Regions from separate parts of the Mus musculus genome. Here region 1 is linked to region 2. Evidence: chromatin contacts called from public Micro-C data. All regions are on one chromosome and are shown on one strand. The core of a region is the stretch at or near the end of the contact, and the rest is flanking DNA. Distances in the headings are between cores, read along the strand shown.

Evidence for each region. A called contact is a pair of places that touch in the nucleus more often than the background predicts.
Region 1: a contact with region 2 is called in a Micro-C map of the AtT-20 cell line, with 2.4 times the contacts expected there. The contact joins the promoter of Scg2 here to the enhancer-like site in region 2. A contact is called at or near these places in 2 of 484 Hi-C or Micro-C datasets (the AtT-20 cell line and nephron progenitors), 1 of 115 datasets of contacts at active chromatin or transcription factors (embryonic stem cells) and 2 of 9 other capture datasets (adipose tissue and liver).

What each region holds. Positions count from the first base shown.
Region 1 is chr1:79,438,603-79,441,570 of GRCm38.p6, reverse strand. It overlaps Scg2 (secretogranin II), which reads left to right and starts at 1,545. Exons shown (of 2, transcript NM_009129.3): 1 at 1,545-1,615.
Region 2 is chr1:79,399,251-79,401,950 of GRCm38.p6, reverse strand. No RefSeq gene overlaps it. Among named protein-coding and RNA genes, the nearest start is that of Scg2, 39 kb to the left of the region's middle. Within about 2 kb of position 1,405, at least 10 of the 459 cell types and tissues checked have an H3K27ac peak or open chromatin away from gene starts, as enhancers often do. A contact at or near this core is called in the AtT-20 cell line, where this site is marked.

The DNA.
Region 1 (2,968 bases), core at 296-2,795, 39 kb before region 2:
GGCATATGCAATAGTGTCTGGGTTTGGTGGTTGTATATGGGCTGGATCCCCGGGTGGGGCAGTCTCTGGATGGTCTTTCCTTCCGTCTTAGCTCCAAACTTTGTCTCTGTAACTCCTTCCATGGGTACTTTGTTTCCCATTCTAAGAAGGAGCAAAGTATCCACACTTCCTTCTTCTTCCTTCTTCTTGAGTTTTGCAAATGCCACAAAACTTTCAAAGCCTTCTGAATAGCCTTCTCTTTAGTGCTTTCCAATGTATATTAAAATAATCTATCTTTCATCCCCATTGATTAAAGCCTTCTTAAAGCCAGAAAACTATATTCATTTTTTTCTTTTCCCAGTAGTTCACAAACTATCTGGCACCTCATAAGCATCATAACTCAGTTGGTGGGTAGATAAAATTGGAATGTGATTGTTCAGTCAGCAGAGACTTTTAGAGGACCTCATACAACAAGATTCTCTCAGTTCTCAGAAATATATTTCAGTATATACAGGGTTAGAGGACTCACATCTTTAATAAAATAAAGTTAAAAATTTAGACCTGTATAAATTATTAAGGTACCTAATCAAGTTCCACGGCAAAGTACAGCCATGGTTATGAATTATAAATCCAAGAAGCGGTGGGTTAACTCTGACATTGTTCCTTGGATGGTTCTCATTCATTGAAGTTAGTCACCTCAACTTACTCAACCAAAACCTAGAAGTATTTCTGTGGTACTATGTTCTCTTGATGCCAAGAGGGCTCTAGGCATATGAAAATCTCTCAATCTCTCTCCCTCTCTCTCCCCCTTCCACCCCCACTCTCTCTCTTCTAGCAGTAATCCCTCCCTTCCTGGTAGGCAGTATGTTTTTTGGAGCACAGTTTCTTAGCTATCTCTTGCAACACCTGATTTTGCTGAAGATTTGAATGGCCTCATATAGAAGTATCAACAACTTGAGCGTCTGTGAACTCTCATTTTGAACACTGTGCTGAAAGAATTGGAGTTGATTCTCATTAAAAAAAAAATTAAGCATCTCACCTTTTTTGCTCAAACTAAACAGTTTTAAAACAGTTCTGCCTGGAGTCATGATATGAAATACGATCTATCATATTTGCAATGTTCTGTTCAATTGTGGCTGCACCAGGAAATGAGAACGTATTTCTTTATAGGCACAAATAAAAAGATAGTCATTATCTGTAAAATTCTTATGACATGGCAGCAAGCCCAAGAAACCTTTCTAAACAAGGCGTGAAAACGCAGAGATGTCCTTGCAATTAGTCATGTCTATCTGACAGATTTCTTCCTTTCTAAGGGAATTTGTGCTGAACATTTTATTTCGAGCCTCAGAGATAAAAGAAGGGGGAAGAAGCTGTAGTTTTTGCTACATAAGACAGGTGGCGTAAGCATGCAACGCTTTAAAAAAATATCTAAAGTGATTGTTTTCTCTCGGATTCTTTGAAAAAGCTCGCCTGCGCTGGGGTTTGAGGCTGAGCCGGTGACGTCAGCGTGGAATGCGGAGTCAGGCGCCCAGGCTCTCTATAAGCCGAGGAGCTGTCCGGTGCTGAAACGGCCCGAGCCCTCACTCAGCGGCAGAGAGGAGCATGCTTGGAGCCTTCCACATAATATAAGACAGAGGTAAGACTGCTTTCTCTTCTATTTACTGGAAAGTTCTCATTTGAGTGTCCCTCCCTGTTTTCCCAGATGAGAGGAAAAAGACCGTTGGCAAGCTTATATTGATAGAATAACCGGACAACCTGCTGCTTTTTAGGCAAGGATACTCTATACGTGTGTGCCGAAATGAGGGGCTCTGTGATTTACAGGACTTGTCAGAGAATATGCATTAACTATAATGTTACTGAGTAAAACTGTATGCAAGGAGAGCAGAAAAGTTGAGAATTTTAACGTCAACATGCCGATTAATGTAAAGTTAACCAAACCTTATGTTTTGATTCTTTCTCTAATGTGTTCTTTTTCTCCCAAGAGTCAGATATAGAACCAAAAATATAATTTTATATGCTTAATAATCTTAACAGACAGTTTAAAAGGATTCAAATGTCATCAATCATATGAGTCACAGAGGCAAAAAATTTAGATTTGTTTTCTTTCTTTGATATTCACCTTAAGGGAACTCTGAATTAATTATTAATTATTTTATGAACTGGTATATTCCAGAAGGGCTTATGTTATTATGTGCTAATTTTAGTCTTGAGAAAGCAGCTTAGAATAATTTTGAACATTGACATTTTCCCCTTTTCAAAGATGAACTATCACTTTGTGGGAAAGGTTCATGTTACTAGGAATCACAGAGAAATGATAACTTTGAATCCAGGGAAGAAAATATATAGATCGGTATGGACTGTGATTGTAATTTTTATGCGTTGGTTGGAAAAGCTGATATGTTACTTGCTGAAGAGGTTGATTGAAGCAAATTTATTTTTGTTTATCCTAACTAGGTGGGTTGTTTGAATCAGATTTACTCACATGTGTTGATGGTTCAGTGTCAATGTTCCAGCTGATTTCATAGGAAAGATGTTTTTTACTGTAAGGGGCATCAATAATAGCTGTCTGAGGAGACACAATGTTCCTACCATTTAGACTTCAGAAAATTAAATTTTAAATCAAACACTGTGTAAGGTGTTAGAACTATTAAAGCCATCTTCACTGCTTGCAAGAGCAGCTCCTAGAGAAATGAAGTCCTTTGAGTGTTAGAAGCAATAACGGTGTCATCTAAAGTAAACCAGAGTCAGCGACGAGTCGGCCATGCATGTTAGGCTGTGGTTCAAACTGCAATGTGCATTCTTTCTCTAATTCTACAGAAAAACCTCCCTTCAAAGTAGTGGGTTCTCAGATAATCACGTAATCCATATGCTAAGATGTGTTAAGAGTATGTCAAGATAATGATCTTAAAGCAAATGCACTCAATATGGCTTTCAAGATAACATTTAACATGACAGTAGTGAAAGCTGATTGCCAAAGCTAAATCAATCC
Region 2 (2,700 bases), core at 156-2,655:
TGCTCATGTCTACCCCGAGCTAACAAAAAAAATGTATAAATACAAAGGCTAATCTCACAAAGGGACAAAAGAAAGGAGTGGGACTGGCCACTGGCTGCTGGATAGCTTTATCTACTGTGACTGTCTGACAGAATAGGACGGGGCACCAGACACAAGCCTACCTCCTTAGGGGTCCAGCACAACAGAGAAATTAATAAAATAGCTACAGCTAGTGTGCTAAAATGAACAATACAATCTCCTTGCAGCTTGAAAGATGGGCAGTCAAAGAAAAGAAGAAATGGGGCCAAGGTCACAGGTGTCTGAAGAGAACCAAGGGAAGGGGTGGGGGTGGGCGATGGATGCTAGGTGCTGCAGGAGCAGCGTAAAGAAAACCGGGTCAGCCACGCACAACCCAAAACAGCAGCAGCAGATGCTTTTTTTCTGAACAAAAGAAGCAGAACATGTGGTTCAGGGGTCACCTCAGCAGAGGTCTAGAAAGGAGGAGAGAGAAAATAGGAAAGTGGACTTGCAGTAATGCCTAGGGAGCCCAGCGTTTACATCACTCTGAGAATCTGCTGTTTAAAATCCATCCCAGCGGGAGGACCGACACCAGGGTCAATGGTAAATGTCACAAGCTGGGCTCTATTCTCCCAGAGATGCTCAGCTCTCACAGTACACCTCTGAAGTGAAGCCAGGCTAGGCTTAAGGGGAAGCTCAAAAATTAGTGTAAAAAGAAGAGACCTGGCTAGTGCTGATCCCTAAGAGCACAAGGCAAAGCAAAATATTCACAGGACCCTGAGAAGAAGACAGGTGGTGGCTTCCTCCAAGGCTCAGTCGAACCATCTGCTCCTTCCTGTCATCTACACCAAAACTTGAGGGCTATTTTGGGAACAATGAAAGAAACAGAACCATGTTCAGCTCTGTACAGCTGGATTTTTTTTTTCACCTTAGCATTCTAAGTTCCCAACTGTGGGGAGTAGGGTGGCTTTCAGGTAGATTTCTGGAGAAAGCTAGGTTCCAGACAAGCACACTAAATGCTAGTGTGCTATTGAAGATTCTCTCCCTTTTCACAAATACTATCCATCAACATTCATGCACTTTCATATTTGTAGGGGAGGCAATCTGGTAAACAAGACTTGAAGAAACACATGCATTGTAGGTACTTCACTTGAGGAAACAACAAAATCAAGCCCAACAGATAGGAGTTTCTCTTCTTTGCAGATTATTTCAAAATATGATCTCTCCAGAGGGAGAACCATTATTATATTGAGCACCTGGGTAGATGTTTAATGGTCCACCTGAAACGCCCCATAAATCTAATCTTCATGAATGATCAACACAAAGAAGGTGAATAGGTAAACAGACAGCCTCGACACTAATGCATTCATGGGCTCTACATGGTGACATCCTGTCAGACCTTGTTCATTGCTGGGCTCTGTGCCCAGTGGTGACGTGCAGAACAAGCACTTTGAAAATAGGTGCTAGATGAACAGACAAGAAAGGCTGCCTTTCATGCCGGAGTTGGGTGCAGGCTGTGCACAGTTCCTGCCTTAGCTACCTTTGGACTACTATGATCAAACTCCACGACCAAGGCAACTTATAAAAGAGTGTGCTTAACTTGGGGTTTGCTGTTTCAGAGGACTGGAATTCATGATGCCAGAATGAAGGAATACCTGAGAGCTCACATCTTGATCCATAATCATGACGCAAGGGTGTGGGGGCAAAGAAATTGGAATGGCATGAATCTTTTGAAATGTCAAAGCCCGTCCCAGTGGCACACCTTCTCCAGCACGACCATACTTCCAAATTGCTCTTAAACAGTTCTACCAATTGGGTACTAAATAGTCAGATATAAGCATATGGAGGTCATTCTAGTTGAAACTACTATATCCCCTAACTATGAAGCGGGGTCCCATTCAGTGCTCTGGTTGAAACTCTTCCAGAATCAGGGTGGCATCATGGGATCTCCTCAGGGTTCCCACAGAAGAGGAACTTCCAAAGCAGTTCTTCAGAACACCTTCCCGAAGACCTCTCTAGTTTTCTCATTTTTTCCCTTATTATCTATAGATGATAAGTTTAAAAGTTGGGTGGCTTTGATCTTAGTAATTGTACTATTGTGGTCTCCTTGGAATGAATATCTTCTTCACCTAACATCTGATCCTAACATAGCAACAGTGTCATTGAGCCGAGCTAGATGGCGTCATAGGAATTTGATTTGCATGTCTCTGATATGGAGAGACCATTTTAAATTGTTGATCACCTTTGTGTGTTTGCATACATACGTGTGTAATAACTATCTTTTTCATATCTGTGATTAAATTTTTTGTTGACTTTCACTTACTGATTTGTAAAAGTTCTTTGCACATGAAAGAATAAGCTCTCTGTTTTATGCCTGGAAGGGAGAAGTACTATATTTTATTCATGTATCTTCAGCCACATAATAAGTGCTACATAAGTAAATGAACAAATTAATTTGTATTGCAAATAATTTTGACAGGGAGATTTTCATGTATAATTTTCTCTGTTACTGACATCTTGAAAGGAGGATCACAGGACTTCTGGCAATATGAAAATAGAGATAAAGCTTATGTATACACTAGAGTAAATAACCATTCCCAATAAACAGAAGGCAAACACAGACCCTCTGCTTCAATAAAAGGAAGTCAATTGACTTATAAATATTGAGGTTTCTGCTCATCAGACTGACTTTGAAGAGCTTGC